Linked DNA regions of Drosophila melanogaster: region 2 is linked to region 1. A link is a contact called in public Hi-C data. All regions are on one chromosome and are shown on one strand. The core of a region is the stretch at or near the end of the contact, and the rest is flanking DNA. Distances in the headings are between cores, read along the strand shown. Region 1 holds the start of l(2)k14505 (lethal (2) k14505). Region 2 holds the start of Mondo (mondo,).

Region 1 (2,700 bases), core at 108-2,607:
TTATAGAGTAAAAGGGTATATTAGATTCCTTGTTAAGTATATAACAGGCAGAAGGAAGCGTTTCCGACAATGTAAAGTATATTCTCGATCAGGATCAATGGCCGAGTCGATCTAGGTATGTCCGTCTGTCCGTATGAACGTCAAGATCTCAGGAACGATAAAAGCTAGAAGGTTGCTAGTCAGGGAAGTCGACTATAGCATTCTCTCTTGTTTTTAATCAATATTTTGCCATTTTTGATCAATTTTTATCAAACAGCGTGGCAGTTTTTTGCGGTTTTAGGGCTATAGAATGGGCGGGTCAAAAAGTTGTTTGGCAAATCGACAGAAATTTTTAAGACTAATAAAAATATGAATAAATATCAAAACATTTTTCAAAAGTTTGATTATTATCCTCGTTTTTCTCGATGTTTATGTAGGCACGCTCCATATCTGCTTTTAATCAAAACATTGAACAACACAAAAAATGTAACAGTAACTATGTTTGGGATAGAATGATTGATAAATGAGTGCTTGCAACAGGTCCTGAAATTTATAGACTGAACGGTTACCCGATATATATATATATATGTATGTATATGTTGTTAGTTATTCATTGGTTACAAATTAATTTATTTTATTGTATTGCTTATATAAAGACATGAGTTTATAATTTAATGGTGGATACAGATTTTTTCTAATTTAAAGTAGCAACCGAAAGTTACAACAAAACTAGTATGTGTAATCTATACATCCCACATTAGTAGTACAGAATAATTTAGTAATAATATATATACATACTTTATAATGGTACGAATTAATCCATTTGAAAATTTGTATGTTACAACTTTAGAACATTTGTTTGCCCAAAAATAAGGATTCATATTTTTAAATAAAATTCTTATAAAGGAATGTGTTTAGATGGTTAGAAAGAGCCACCACTATCTTAGAATATGTTGCTAAAGTTTCAGCGTTGCAAGCTTATTTCAGAACGTTGCCTCAATCATACTAACGCCCACAACTGTCACTGCTACAGTTTTGGAAAAGGTTTTGATTTTATCATTTGTCTTGCACATTGTATCGATGTGCCAAAAATATGATGAGGCCAAACATATACAATGGTCATATCCAATAGTCAGAAATTAATAAAAACAAACAAGTTTTTTAAAAATACCGCACATGCAATTAGTGCGCATAGTGACATCTGCAGTCGCTAAAAGAGACCCAAGTGTTAAAAGCTTACTCGACTAGAAGCTATAAATGGCGATTAATTCCTCTAAGGGAATACCCTCGATGTCCTTATGAAGGCAGTGGAGTAGCACAGAAAGGTAAACAGTACCTACGACTGATTTATTGAGATTTGTGGAAAAAGTACTACAGCCACACTGAAAACTCAACTCTGCTGTTAAACAGCTGAAGACAAGTAGACAGGCAGACAAACTCTAAAAATGAACGGAAAGTATGTAGTTAGCGCCATCCGAGCTCTCCGGTTGACCAATTTCAGCCAGTGCAAAGGAGCCGCTAGCAGTTTCACTGTGCGCCACTATGGTAAGCCGCGATAGCCAGAATAAAAACGTGTGTTGCCATTTCATAACATCCCGCGATCGGCGGTTCTTCTCCTGCAGCCTCTCCTCCCAAGCGATTCTACAAGAAGACTTCCGTACTGAGCGGCGACAGCGGCTATGAAGTGGTGTTGGATCACCGGAAACTGAAAACGCCCAAGGGCACACCCTTCATCGTCCGCAGCGAACCCCTGGCCATTGCTGTAGCCACTGAGTTCGACGCTCAGAAGGAAAACATCGAGCGTTCCCGCATGCACTTATCCGCGCTCTGCTTCACGGCCATTGACAATCCCAATCACCTCTCCAAGTTGGACATGGTCAACTACCTTCTCAACTTCATCGCCACAGACACGGTGCTCTTCCAGTACGATGTGAGTGAATCAACTGAGAATTAGAGTGCACATTCCACAGACATATATCTTTTGCAGGACGAAAAGGACCTGCAGGACCTTCAGGTGAATGAATGGGACCCGGTGATCGCCTGGTTCAACCAGCGCTACGACACAAACCTGCAGAAGACCATGAACATAACGCCGCCTCAGGTCAGCGAGCAGGATAAAATGAATGTCGCAAAGCATTTTCAGTCCTACAGTTTGGAAACTCTGCATGGTAATGCAGACCATAAGTCTGGAGTTCAACGTCTATTAAATATATTTTCCTCCAGGCTTCATTTTCGCTGTGGACACCTTAAAGTCGATTGTCCTTGCCTGCGCCGTCATCGAGCAGATGCTTACCGTGGAGAAGGCTGTGGCCCTGGCGCGTCTAGAGGAAGAATACCAACTTAAGTTCTGGGGTCGCGTGGAGTGGGCACATGATTTAAGCCAACAGGAGTTGCAAGCACGCCTGGCGGCTGCCGTGCTCTTCGTACACCTTAACTGTTCGGAAAACCTTGTTAAGCAAAAGATAATTCTTTAAAATTAAAATACCTGTTCAACATACATATGAGCTGACTACCACAGGGTTATGGTAGCACGTATGTAGGTCTCCTAGGACCTAGGACATAATAATAGATGTATATAAATCGTGCCTAGTTTGAAACTTATCAAGGTCAGGTCATCCTCCCTTTTTTTTTAGCTCTTACCGGTTTTTTTTTGTTGTAATAATACGGTTTATATTATCATTTTTTCATACTTTCTTTAAGCACGAAAGTAACATACTCTTT
Region 2 (2,780 bases), core at 109-2,608, 49 kb after region 1:
CAGATAAGGCTGCTGGTGCAGCTGAGGCAGCTGGTGCTGCTGGTGGGGAAACATTTGGCTTGTGCGTTGGTATCCCTCGTGTTTATTCAGCATCATTTTCAACAGGTGCCAGGGGATGCCTATGCAAATAGTTTACTGTTGAGCCAAAATTTTGGCGGTTGCAGATTATGTCGATATGGCGAGGGCACATTTAATGGTTTTTTAATGTCTCTCGCGTAGTAAAGGCTTTTAAAAGCTGGTGCTGACCCTTTTTTAATTTGGATGGGGTTTTTCCATCATTTCAAAATATGTAAACGTTCGCAGACTATAAAAAAAAATATGTTTTGTCTTGCCTCGTGGTTAACACATTTATTAATTCTCTCATCTAGTGTTTGTCCTTGTCATTCTATTAACTAAATTACTAAAATAAGCGATTATTTGATAGAGACATAGCACGGTTTTAAGATTTTGATTTGTTTACAATGCCCGACACCTTCAGCTTTTCGTCATCGACACCTGTCCAATTGTTGCTTTTTCCGGAGCGAAGCTTCTCTAATGGCAAACACGCCCCGCTTTTGCCGTTATATGCGTCACACAGCACAATAACAACAATTTTCGCACACACACACACACACACAATCGCGGCGGGGTTGGCTGGGGATACGGACGTCAGAACGAGACGTCAGTGGCCGCTTGTAGCTCCTTGAACAGATAGTGAAGCCCCAACTACTCGTAAACACACGCGGATCTGATGGAAGGCCAACAAGGCGGGCAGAACCAGCGCAGAACGATCGGTTTCATTCCACAAACAGAACTGATCGGAGAACGAAGCTGCGAAACGCACATAACCTGTGCGCCGCACACAACACAACAATGAACAGCTGACGCGAAATCTCTCTCTCTCCCTACCTCGCTAGCGTTGCTTATCAGCTAGGAAAACGTACATACATATGTATATGTATGTATGTACGTGTTCTTCTATATGCGCAGATGTCAGGCAGCAATGTTGTCCCCCTCTCCACTATTACTATATGGAGCTCAGTCGATTTGACTCCTGGCATTCGGCCTTGCCATCCAGAGTATGCACTCCACAAGCAGTTCTGTGTTTGCACTTTTGACCTCTGGCTCAGCGCTGCCTTTGCATTTTGCCTTTTTCCGTTCCCACTCATATACACGCGCATGCACGCGCACCACAATTTCGGTACAACTGCAACTGCCCCCTATAGCAGAAACACGGGCAGTTAGCAGGCACGACGGACTACCAATACCACGCACACACGCGCAACACAAAGCTTCTACGTAGTTTAATCACAATATAGCACACATTAACCTATTGCGGGTAGCGAGCCCTCACCATCCCATCAGGGTTGTCAAGCATTTGGTGGCTCTGATAAACAGCACCCTCTTCCTAAAAATGGCTGAAAGCTGCGAGCCGAAAAACGCAAGAATGAGCATAATCACCCCAAACGTAAAGATTGGGAAGGGCAGCATACGAGGTCATATGTTTCCTGCTCCGAAATTGCAATACAATGAATTTAGGACGGCTATTTCCCGTAATTAGTTTCCAGTTTTATGGAATTGCTATTATATCTTTTTCCGACAGCACCTTGAAACCGCATCAATAAAAAGTTAATGCGTTGAGACTAATAGGAAAAACTAGAATATATACATATATTATACTCAAATGTAATGTGTTTTTTAAACATTGTTGTGCTTAAGTAATTAGGAAAAATTATGTAAAATGGATATTTTCCCTTTATGTTCACTATATTGTTTAAGTTAGAGAATAGAATACCCAGAATAAAATTAGTGATCACACATCAAAAAACTATCGATAAACATTGAATTAGTTCCGGTTAAAATTTAATAATAAGTATTCAAACTGCACACCTTGTTACAAAGTAGTGTAACTGCCTAATTCTTTATCAGCAGACTAGAGGATTTCGCACTCCCATGTTCTTTTGCTTAAATACCTTTCTCGGGCTTATATTAGACATTATACTTTCAGAGAATTTTTTCATTTGTACTGTTAGAAGGTTCTTAATGAAATTGCTGTTCAGTTCAAAATTTTTATATAGTCATTTAATAATACTTTACGAATGATTTTGTGCGCTTTAGATTTGTGAGAAAAAGGGGTGGGATTATTTAGTAGAAAGTAGCAAGGCATTTCCCGATCTGGTAACACTGATTCCAACACTCATTACCGTTCCAAATGAAACGCAAAAAGGTTCAATTGTTATTTTCTCTCACGATTTCGGCATTTATATTAACCTAAAGATGGCTCTATAGTTTGCGCGCAAGCAAAAACAAGCAGCACCTAGGTGCCCAAACACAACAAAATGGAAACGTATAAAAATCAAAAGTGAGTATACACCAAGCTAAATTCTCGCTAATTTCGCAATTTATCACGCACACTGCCGCACTTGGCGTTCTACTCATTCATTGTTGCTGCACGTGTGTTGGTGGCATTGCCTTGTATGGATTTTCAATTGACCGGGCGAACGTGGCAAATCAAAACTCAGTGGGGCATGCCACCTGGTAAAGGTAAAGAAATTGGCTGACGCAATCGCCGACTGGAGTTGAGTAATGTGCGTTGCAAGTCGCCTGCACGTGCGAAAATGAGATGACTCACCACAGTAAGGACTACCCCAAGCGGACACAGCCCAGGACAGAGCTGTTTAAACCGGCTGCGCGATTGCAGCTCTACCCTTGCATTCTATATTTACCTAAAATGTTAAAACATAATTACTATATTACTAAGCTAGAGGGGAGAAAGAAGTTTTCAAAAAGAAAATTAAAAT

What was found. A called contact is a pair of places that touch in the nucleus more often than the background predicts.
Region 2: a Hi-C map of the Kc167 cell line shows a contact between it and region 1, with 2.4 times the contacts expected there. A contact is called at or near these places in 83 of 107 Hi-C or Micro-C datasets (the Clone 8 cell line, the D17-c3 cell line, the Kc167 cell line and 28 more) and 5 of 7 datasets of targeted methods (the Kc167 cell line and the S2 cell line).

Annotation. Positions count from the first base shown.
Region 1 is chr2L:21,259,811-21,262,510 of dm6, forward strand. It overlaps l(2)k14505 (lethal (2) k14505), which reads left to right and starts at 1,358. Exons shown (of 4, transcript NM_001273739.1): 1 at 1,358-1,524; 2 at 1,602-1,909; 3 at 1,967-2,147; 4 at 2,203-2,601. The coding sequence starts at 1,425. The coding sequence ends at 2,453.
Region 2 is chr2L:21,308,692-21,311,471 of dm6, forward strand. Mondo (mondo,) reads right to left here and starts at 1,359. Exons shown (of 12, transcript NM_165367.2): 1 at 1,248-1,359; 2 at 1-247. The coding sequence starts at 96. It overlaps crc (cryptocephal), which reads left to right and starts at 2,175. Exons shown (of 5, transcript NM_080158.3): 1 at 2,175-2,341.